Linked DNA regions of Gossypium hirsutum: region 2 is linked to region 1. Evidence: chromatin contacts called from public Hi-C data. All regions are on one chromosome and are shown on one strand. The core of a region is the stretch at or near the end of the contact, and the rest is flanking DNA. Distances in the headings are between cores, read along the strand shown. Region 1 holds the start of LOC107942938 (exocyst complex component EXO70H1). Region 2 holds the start of LOC107937009 (40S ribosomal protein S15a-1).

Region 1 (5,042 bases), core at 1,183-3,682:
ATAACATCGTTAGATATAAAATAAAAAATAATTAATATAACTTTAAATTTAAAATTAAAAAAATGAGTAAAAATTCTTATAAAAATAAGTAAAAATATTTCGTTCTTCTTGTTAAAAATAAATTATAAGAGTTTCAAGTTGTCTACTTTAGAAAATAAAATGGTTAATGTATAGTTTGTTCCTTGAATTTGTCCAAAAGTACTTAGTTGGTACTTAAACTTATATTTCGTCACCTAAGTTACTACCTCCACACTAACATCGTTAGTTTATGTTAATGTGGCACTGATGACTAATTTTTTGGTGACACGTGATAGCCTCTCAATATACCATGTGATAAAAATAAATTAAAAAATTAAAAAAAAAACTTAAAAATATAAAAATATATATATATTCCGTTCACATTAAAAATGAACCTAGACAAAAATTTAACTCTTCATTTATTTAATTTTAAAGATTTTTAAAATTTTATTAATTTATGTTCATTATATGAAATAATGAAAAATTGTTATGTGTCACTATTAAATTGACTATAAGTGCTAGATCAATAAAAATTAATAGTATTAATTTAGAAGTACCTGACAAAGGGCTTCAACTAAACATAAAAAAAAAATTAAATAGCAACTATAATATTTTTGAAAGATAGATATTAAGAAAGCAATGAGGTGGGAAGTGGGAATTGGGAATGACATATTTTGTGATGTAATAGAAAAGGTAAAAATATTATAGACTGCTTTTACGCCCACTTGGCCGACCATTCCTTTTCTTCTAGTAATAACTTTTATTTGGAATGTAGAACATCAATACATATGAAGCAACCTTCCTTCCCTCCGTTTTTATTTACTTCAGACTTCGTCTTGTTGAATTCGTTGTAAGTAAATAAAATATTAATAAGTCTGCTCAAAAAATATACATAATATGTTATAAGTTAATATAAATTATAAATATGTTAAAATTTAAATACGAAAAAGAAAATGTAAATACATTTGAAACTCCATTACTTAAAAACGATTCATGCTTCCAGAATAATGAGGAATCAGAGAGTTCCTGAATTCCGACAATTAAAGGACAAGCGAAGTTTCCAAAGGTAAAAAATTTCATGAATGCCAATATATTCTCCTAATCCAAATCTTAGAAAACCAGGGACAAGCATGAGCTGCTTCATATTCAAACATTCCTCAATCCCCTTTGATTTTATTATTATATTCAAGCACCTGACAAGTTGGTTTTTTTTTTTTTTGCACCAAAATGGCTGCAAAACCAGACGCAGAAAAGCTTTATCGCAGCCATCACCATTCATTTTGTTGTTGAATGCATTAGAAACAAGGGAAGATCTGGCTGCTGGAGGAATTCCATGACTTGTTCCCACATTGCACACTAACTACAATCATTATTTTTATTAATAATATTGTTTTTAAATATTACAAATATATTGTTTACTAAAATAAAACAGTTTTTTTTTTTAAATATTCTAAGTTTTATGATCTAATCTTTAAACAATGTCTTATAAAGGTTCAAATATTCATTCTTTAAAGAGTGCAATATACTTTATTATTGCATCCAACACATAGTACTAAATATAACACTTTAGGATGAACATTAAACAAATTTAATTTCCTAATCATATTATTAATGTAACATACCAAATTTAAAAATAAATTATATTATATTCTAATTGATACATACAAACAGTTTATGCATTGTTAATGAATTAAATGATGACACATTAAATAATTTTTTTTAAAAAAAGACATAAAAATTTATTTGACCTTCAAAAAAAAAACAAGTTATTTTAGTTCTTTATTTTATTTTCACATCTTTTAGTCCTTAAACTTACGTTGTTTGTTAAATCACCCAAGAATAGATAAAAAAAGTTAATGCTTATTAACTTTGTTGAGTGTATGCCATATTAGCAATTAATTAAAAATTTAAAAAAATAATTAATTTCTAACGTGGCATCCACATGTATGCCACATTAGCAATGTTAACACAACGTAAGTTTTTCTATTTATTTGGAGTGATTTGACAAATAACATAAATTTAAGAAGTAAAAAAGACAAAAAATTAAATGAATGACTAAAATAGCTTCTTTTATAAAAAATCCACTTATATTAATTTCAAATCTCCTATGTTATAATTTGATTTTTTGACAAAGAATAATATTTGACATTAGTGGAATTTTTAGACTCCACAATAAAGGTTAAAGAGTTACAATTATCCTATAAAAATATAATAAAATATTTAAAAAATAAATAATTTAAAAAAAAGACACATGATAAATTTTTAAAGCTGTATATGGAATAATATAACATGTGTGGATAATGCATATAATTGTACAGTAAACTTAGAAGACATTATCAAAACCAACAACTACAAAACTTAAACATCAACCATAAAAGTAAAATAAAAAAGTATGATAGATATTTTTCCTGCAAGAATTAAAGTTGGGTTATGTTAATTGAAAAAATTCCGAAATTGGTGTGGCTTGAAATTGACAAAACAAAAAAGAGGGGCTGTCCTACATTGCGAAACGATAATGCCAAATACTTTTCACAGTTTCGAGATGTAGAACTCAATATGATCCGATTGAACTCATGGTAATTTCTTGTATTGAAAGAAAAGAAGATACGCTGTTTGGCTCATCTCCTTTCTTTGATTACCGGTCACTATCAGCTCCTCAACCAAATACTCATTAAAATACAAAAAGAAACAGTTTGATTCGTATACCGCGTGGACTCCATTACGCATAACAACAGTGTTCTTATTTTAAGTTACCTTCCGACCACTCGCTCTGAACCGCTTTTTAACTCGTATCCTCACACTTTCCTGCGTCCCTATTTCTATAAATATACGCACCTCTCTTTCATTCCTTTAACATATTTCTTGTTTCTTTGTCTTAATTTTTGCCAATCTCCCTGCTTTCAACAATTACTTGTTTGTATTGTCTAAAAAAAAAAAAAGAAAAGAACCAAGGGAATGAGGACCATCTTCTCCAAATCTCCATCTCCTCCTACCCATCACCATACTTTCACCGAGTCATTAATTGAAGAAAATATTGAAGCTGCTGAACTTAGCATCACTAAATGGGATTCCTTACATGGCGACGACCATGTCTCCTACTGTAACATTGCTTCTGTTTTCTCCGAAAACAATCGTGATGAAGCCAAACAGTATCTGAGTTCCATTAAGGGTTTGCAGAAAGCTATGCGATACTTGGCTTCGCTTGAATCCACTTCCGATAAACTTGTGCGAGCCCAAACGCTGATGCAAACCGCCATGAAACGCCTCGAGAGGGAGTTTTACCAGATTTTGAAGTCCAACCGGAATTACCTTGACCCAGAGTCTGTTTCCAATCACTCATCTTCTAGACCATCGGTTTCCAGGTCGAGCTTTTCAGATTCAGAAGAAGATGAGTCTGAGAACGATTCCATCCCGGAAGTGGAGAGAGGCTCGTCGGCTGTTATTGCGGATTTAAGAGCCATTGCGGAAGCCATGATATCAGCTGGGTACGCTAAGGAGTGTTTCAAAATTTACAGAACTATTCGGAAATCGATCGTCGATGAAGCTCTATATAATCTCGGAGTTGAAAGGAACTTGGGTTTTCAGCAGATTCAGAAGATGGAGTGGGAAACTTTGGAGGTTAAAATTAAGTATTGGCTGAACGCTGTTAAAGGGGCGGTTAAAACTGTGTTTTATGGAGAGAGATTACTCTGTGATCAAGTGTTTGCAATTTCGTCTTCCATCAGGGAATCTTGTTTCACTGATGTTTCAAAGGAAGGAGCTTTGGCTCTGTTTGGATTCCCAGAAAATGTAGCCAAGTGCAAGAAAACTCCCGAGAAAATGTTCCGTATCTTGGATTTATATGAGGCGGTTTCCGACCTTTGGCCCGAGATTGAATCAATCTTCAGCTTCGAATCCACCTCGACCGTCCGCTCGACCGCCGTTAACTCCTTAATCAGGCTCAGCGATGCCGTTAGAACGATGTTAACGGACTTTGAAATGGCAATTCAAAAGCATTCATCCAAAACTACGGTTCCCGGCGGTGGAATCCACCCTCTTACACGCTATGTCATGAACTACATCTCTTTTCTCGCCGATTACAGCGGCGTTCTCTCCGACATCGTCGCCGATTGGCCGTTGCAGATTTCATCACCGTTACCAGAGTCTTACTTCGGAAGCCCCGACAAGGAGGAGAGCATTTCCTCGCCGATCTCAGTCCGGTTAGCTTGGCTTATTCTCGTCATGCTATGCAAACTAGACGGTAAAGCCGAGATGTACAAAGACGTGGCGCTTTCTTATTTGTTCTTAGCAAACAATCTCCAATACGTCGTCAACAAAGTCCGACAATCGAACCTGAAGCTCCTCCTCGGCGACAACTGGGTGACGAAGCACGAACAGAAAGTAAGGAAGTACGCGGCGAATTATGAGAGGATGGGATGGAGTAAAGTGTTTGCCTCTCTGCCGGAAAATCCAACGGCGGAGATTCCGGTTGATCAAGTGATAGAGCATTTCAGAAAATTCAACTCCGCTTTCGAAGAAGCTTACAAGAAGCAAACTTCTTGGGTCGTAACCGACCCGAAACTCCGAGATGAGATAAAGCTCTCGTTGGCCAGACGGATCGGCCCCATCTACAAGGAGTTTTTCGATAAGTACGGCGGAGTGCAGCTGATGAAAGAAATGTGGGCCGAATCACTTGTCAGATATACCCCTGATGATTTGGGAAATTACTGCTCCGATTTGCTCTTTGGGAGCGGAAGTTCAGGGAGTATTTCGTCAAGTTCAAGCCAAGGTGGTGGTTACAGTCGTTGAACCGATATTTTTTCTCCTTTTTTGTGGGAGCCTGGAAAAAATCGCCGACAACGTGAGGAAATTTAGGGTTTTGTTTTTCTAAATAAAAATTTTATTTGTGGATAAATATTAGTAAAGAAGCGTGCAGTTATCTGACAGACACGTGTATAGAATTTAGCCGTTTTTATGATATATGGCACCTAAGTAAATCACTTGTACAATATAAAATTCTTTGATTTATTCTTTGATTTGTCTAT
Region 2 (5,042 bases), core at 755-3,254, 260 kb before region 1:
GAAATGTACTCTTTTTCTTTGTTACCTAAGCCTAACTAAACCTAACACATACTCAAAACAGCCCACATTTTCCTTCAATTCAGATTTTTACTACTCATTTTTACAACTTTTACAACAAGGTTCTTTTAGGGGTTTTCATGAAAAATTACTTAGTAAAATATGTTTATCATGCATCAAACTTTCATATTCCTCCATTCAACACCAAAATACATGCATGACACACATGGGTAAATTTCTGAACATGAACCCTGGTTCAAAATAATGGTAGAAATAGCTAGGTCATGCTTCAATGATCTCAAAAACATAAAGAATATAAAAAATGGGGCTAGGATGTACTTACTTTCAAGCTTAAAAAGTTGAAGAAAAACCCTAGCTATGGTCCTTAGAAATCTCAGCACACCCTTGAAGAAGATAGACAAGATTTTCACTTTATTTTCCCTTTTAATCCTTTTATTTACCAAATGACAAAAATGCTCTTAATGTCTTTCTTTAAAATTTTACCCATGCATGCCCATTTTTATCCATAAAAATAGAAACTAGGAAAATTGCTATTTAAGGACCTCTAATTAATAATCTAAATCCATTTCATACTTAAAGCTTCTAGAATCTCTAATTTTGCAACTTTTGCAATTTAGTCCTAAAATTCAAATTGGGCACTTAATCATAAAATTTCTTCATGAAACTTTCACACAATCATGAAATCATGCCATAAACTTCAAAATAATTATAAAAAAAATATTTGCACTTCGAATTTGTGGTCTCGAAACCACTATTCTGACTAGGCCCAAAATTGGGATGTTACAATAATTTTCCTAAACATGAGTTATTCTCTTCTTATTCCTTCTATTCTTTTAGATCTTAAATTACTTTTAGTTTTAACTTTGGTTTCACCACCATGAAAGGAATCTCTTTTCATTCAAACACAGTCCCAAAACATTATGTTTGACCCTAAATAGTTTTTTGCTCAAAATTAGAAGATGGGTTAGTCAAAATTAATATATCATAGAAAAAAAAGGGAATAGAACGGTAAATAAAACCTTTGAAGCAGAGCAAATTCTTAAAGTAGTTTGGTGGCTTGGGTTTCTTCAAGTTGTCACCGCAATCCTCACATTGATACCATACCATATTTCCCCCCTTTTGTTCTTAACTTATTGTTGAGAAAATTAAGGAAGAAAAAAAAAAGATTGTTTTAAAAGGAAATTGAATGGAGAAGTTGCCTATTATGGTGGTGGTGAGAGAAAGGTTAAACCTGAAATTAATTTTAGATATAAAAGAAAAGAATAAGAAGAAAGAAAATGGAATAAATATTATCCTAAAAAAATCATTTTTTAAGCATACAATAATATCATGCAACATCATATTTTTTTAGAGTACGTGAATAATATAATACATCAAGAAACATTAAATTAACTCTTATGACTATTTTTAACTCTAAAACTAATAAATCAATCTATTTTTTAAATAAAATTTTAAAACTCTAAACCTTAGATCTTAAAATCTTTGATTCTTTTAAACCCTAAATCCTAACATCACCCTTTTCATAAAATCATAAATTTTAAAATTCTAAATTTTTACCCTAACATATTGTAAATCATAAATCTAGTTGAAAACAAAACAAACCCATAACCACTGCATTACTATTATTACTTGTTAAATTTATTTAATTAGGGTTAAGATATTATTAAGAAAAAATAATTTAGTGTTTTAATTTTTTTTAAAATATGAAGGGACACATTCTTATTGAACCCTAAATGCATAGTAAAATCCTAATTTGTTTTAGATTTTCTTACATGAAAATTAGTTATTAAAATTTAAATTACGAATACATTGATATTTTATTATTAATATAAATTTTCCTTCACCGCATAGGATAATTTGATTTTTCTGAGAGAGATGAGTTTACTAATAAATATCGAAAATGAGAGAGATTTTTTATTATTATATAAAAGTATTATTATATTATTATATATTATTTTAAAAATATATATTAGTTTTGTTTTGTTTTTTGTTTTTTTTTGAAATGCTGGATTATATCCATAGATGAAATAGTAGGTGGGGTGGAGTATAATCGGACTTGGGTTTTTGAAACATCTGAATGGGCCTAAATAGAGTTTAGATTACATGCTCCACTTTAAACTCAACTGCCAACTTCCAGCCCTAGAAACATACATTCTCTTCAACTCTTTTCACTCTTCTCAAACTACACGGAGACGCGGCCGCCATTTTTGGTTCCAGGTAAACTTTTGTTTTCCTTTCCAACTTTAGATCCAACATCTCTTTATGGTTTTTATTTGATTTTCTCTACCCAAAAACCAAACTGATAAGATTTTTTTTTGTTGTCTTCTGAGAAAGAATCAGTTGTTTCTACATGTTCTTATGGTTAGAATAATTTTAATATCAGCAAAACAAAATTGAGTTTTGGTTTGAATGATGTAAGAGAATAGGAAGAGGTGTGGTTGTGAGAAATTAATGTTTACAAGTTACAATAATGAGCTGCTTGGTTTTTTAAATCTGATTTTGCAGCAACTTGGATTTGGAAGAATGGTGAGAGTCAGCGTTTTGAACGATGCACTCAAGAGCATGTATAATGCAGAAAAGAGGGGCAAACGACAGGTTATGATCAGGCCTTCCTCAAAAGTCATCATCAAATTCCTTTTGGTCATGCAAAAGCATGGTTTGCTCTCCGACATTTCTTTTTTTAAAAAAAAAAAATCTATAATTGATACGAAAATGCTGATACATTTAACCTTTTGATTCCCATTTTTTAGGTTACATTGGAGAGTTTGAGTATGTTGATGATCACAGAGCTGGCAAGATTGTGGTTGAACTCAATGGGAGACTCAACAAGTGTGGGGTGATTAGTCCTCGTTTTGATGTCGGTGTCAAAGAGATCGAGGGTTGGACCGCTAGGCTACTTCCTTCCAGACAGGTTAGCTTGGACACTTTTGATTTATGCTATCATATATGGGTGGAAGCACACTTTGATTTGGTCGAGTGACATGTCTTGCATTTATTCTCATAGTCCACTAGATAAGATTTTATGGGTGACATAAATTAATGGAAGGTTCAATCAGTTCAAATGAGATAGAATATTATGGGATCTATGTGTCTTCTTATTGCAGTTTGGATATATCGTGCTTACCACATCTGCTGGCATCATGGACCATGAAGAAGCTAGAAGAAAGAATGTTGGTGGAAAAGTACTTGGTTTCTTCTATTGAAGCAAATTTCTTAGATTTTTCATTTTTGTTTGAAGTTTCTCTTCATCTAGAACCTCTGTTGGTACGATTTCAATTCACATTTAGGGGATTACGAGGTTTTGGTTCATTTGCCTTTTGTTATCTGATAGTTTGAAGTTGGCTCATTAAAATTTCTGTATCCTGTTTTTTTCAAAATTATATAACTTTGCATATTATCCTTTTTCTTTTTCTCATGATTTGGTTGATGATTATTATATTTCAAGGCGTAATGGTATCCTGGAGAATTATTGAGAATCAAAATCCTTCTTATGATTAAGGTTAACATCTCCTTGAAAATTTGCATTTGGATTTTCTTTAATATGGAAATGGTGAGAATGAAATGCATATATTAGTTCTAATATTTGTTAAAAATGTATAAAAACATGGATTTGTCAAATCCAAAATTATTTTTCAGGATTTCAAAATCATTACTAACCAAGTCTCCAAGGGTTTAAGAAAGTATTATGAATGTTACATCAATATATACAATTTTGAAATCTAAATCTAAATTTTAAAATTCTAGTTTTTGAATACTACTTTTAAGGAATTTAGTCAGTTTTCAGATTTAAAAAATGTAAGTTTAATTGTTAGCATCGTTAAAAAGTCTTGACAAATCTGAAATGTAAGATGGATTAACTTTGAAATTTATAAAAAGTACAAGGATTGGAGCCTATTTTAACCTTATCATAACTCTACCGGTTACATGGCTGAATATCTTTATGAAAGAAAATATGCATAATTTCTCTAAATTTAGAAAGCTTCAAATTATTCTGAGGAGGAGGAAAGTTTAAATCTATGCTATAAATATTTATTTTTATAAAAAATTATTGCTTGGTATCTATATCTGTTCGTATATGGACATGAATGGAGTTGGGTTTTAATGGTCCAAACGTATGAAAAAAAAAATCTAAAATAAAACTAGACATATTCATGTTGGATATGAAACATAAATGATTTGCCTATCAAGAGATGATAGTAGCATTTTACTTTTTGTGGGATTAGAACCTCTGATCTATTGTATATAGGTCATCTATTGGTGTATATGACACCACTTTATGTGGCAATTCATGTTGCCTCTTGGTGGGAACTGTTTGTCCATGTACAGTCAAGACATTTACTTTTATGAACCATACACGACTCTATAAGGAGAGAGAGGGTAAAACTTTTATCTTTCATTGTTGAGAGATCATATCAGTATATTTGAGGACAACACTTTAAAAACTTTTTTTTGAGGAACTAACTTCCTTAAAGTAAGATTTTAATATTCCAAATATTTGAAAATTGGGGTAAGCAATACATAGCAACATAGAGAGCCAAATCATGAGACTCGAAGCTCATAAACTATCTCATCTCATTTTGCTAGCAATGAATTAATGATCAAGTGACTCTGCACATTCTTTCATGCTTTCAACCCATAAATATATAATTAAGGGTTCAATCCATTTTAATGAATGGAGAACAAAAGAAGTACAACATATTGCCAAACATATAGAAAAACTCTCAGTAGAAACGGCCTCATTTTGATGTTTTTTGAGGCCAAAACATATTTTAAAAAAGAGCTACAAAATGGGAAAAACAATAAGCTCAAGCATACAAGTAGAAAGAAAACAGATGAATGTTCCCTTTGAATGTAGAGAGAAATAACTTAACTGGTTAAGCTTGTTTACTACTATGCTTGAGGCATAATGTTCCCCCATTCTAGATGAACTGCCAAAGGGTCTTTAGTTGCCCAAGTGATTAAACACCTGCTACAAGTTTAACCATCATGGTTCATTTGCATGTTCATCACCATCCTCATCGTCA

Evidence for each region. A called contact is a pair of places that touch in the nucleus more often than the background predicts.
Region 2: a contact with region 1 is called in a Hi-C map of leaf, with 3 times the contacts expected there. The contact joins the promoter of LOC107937009 here to the promoter of LOC107942938 in region 1. A contact is called at or near these places in 5 of 34 Hi-C or Micro-C datasets (callus, leaf and petal).

The regions. Positions count from the first base shown.
Region 1 is chrA07:16,426,759-16,431,800 of Gossypium_hirsutum_v2.1, reverse strand. LOC107942938 (exocyst complex component EXO70H1) reads left to right here and starts at 2,432. Exons shown (of 1, transcript XM_016876675.2): 1 at 2,432-5,025. The coding sequence starts at 2,974. The coding sequence ends at 4,806.
Region 2 is chrA07:16,686,777-16,691,818 of Gossypium_hirsutum_v2.1, reverse strand. LOC107937009 (40S ribosomal protein S15a-1) reads left to right here and starts at 2,004. Exons shown (of 4, transcript XM_016869821.2): 1 at 2,004-2,235; 2 at 2,524-2,674; 3 at 2,769-2,929; 4 at 3,123-3,415. The coding sequence starts at 2,122. The coding sequence ends at 3,221. It overlaps LOC107937010 (protein ALP1-like), which reads right to left. Exons shown (of 3, transcript XM_016869822.2): 3 at 4,661-5,042.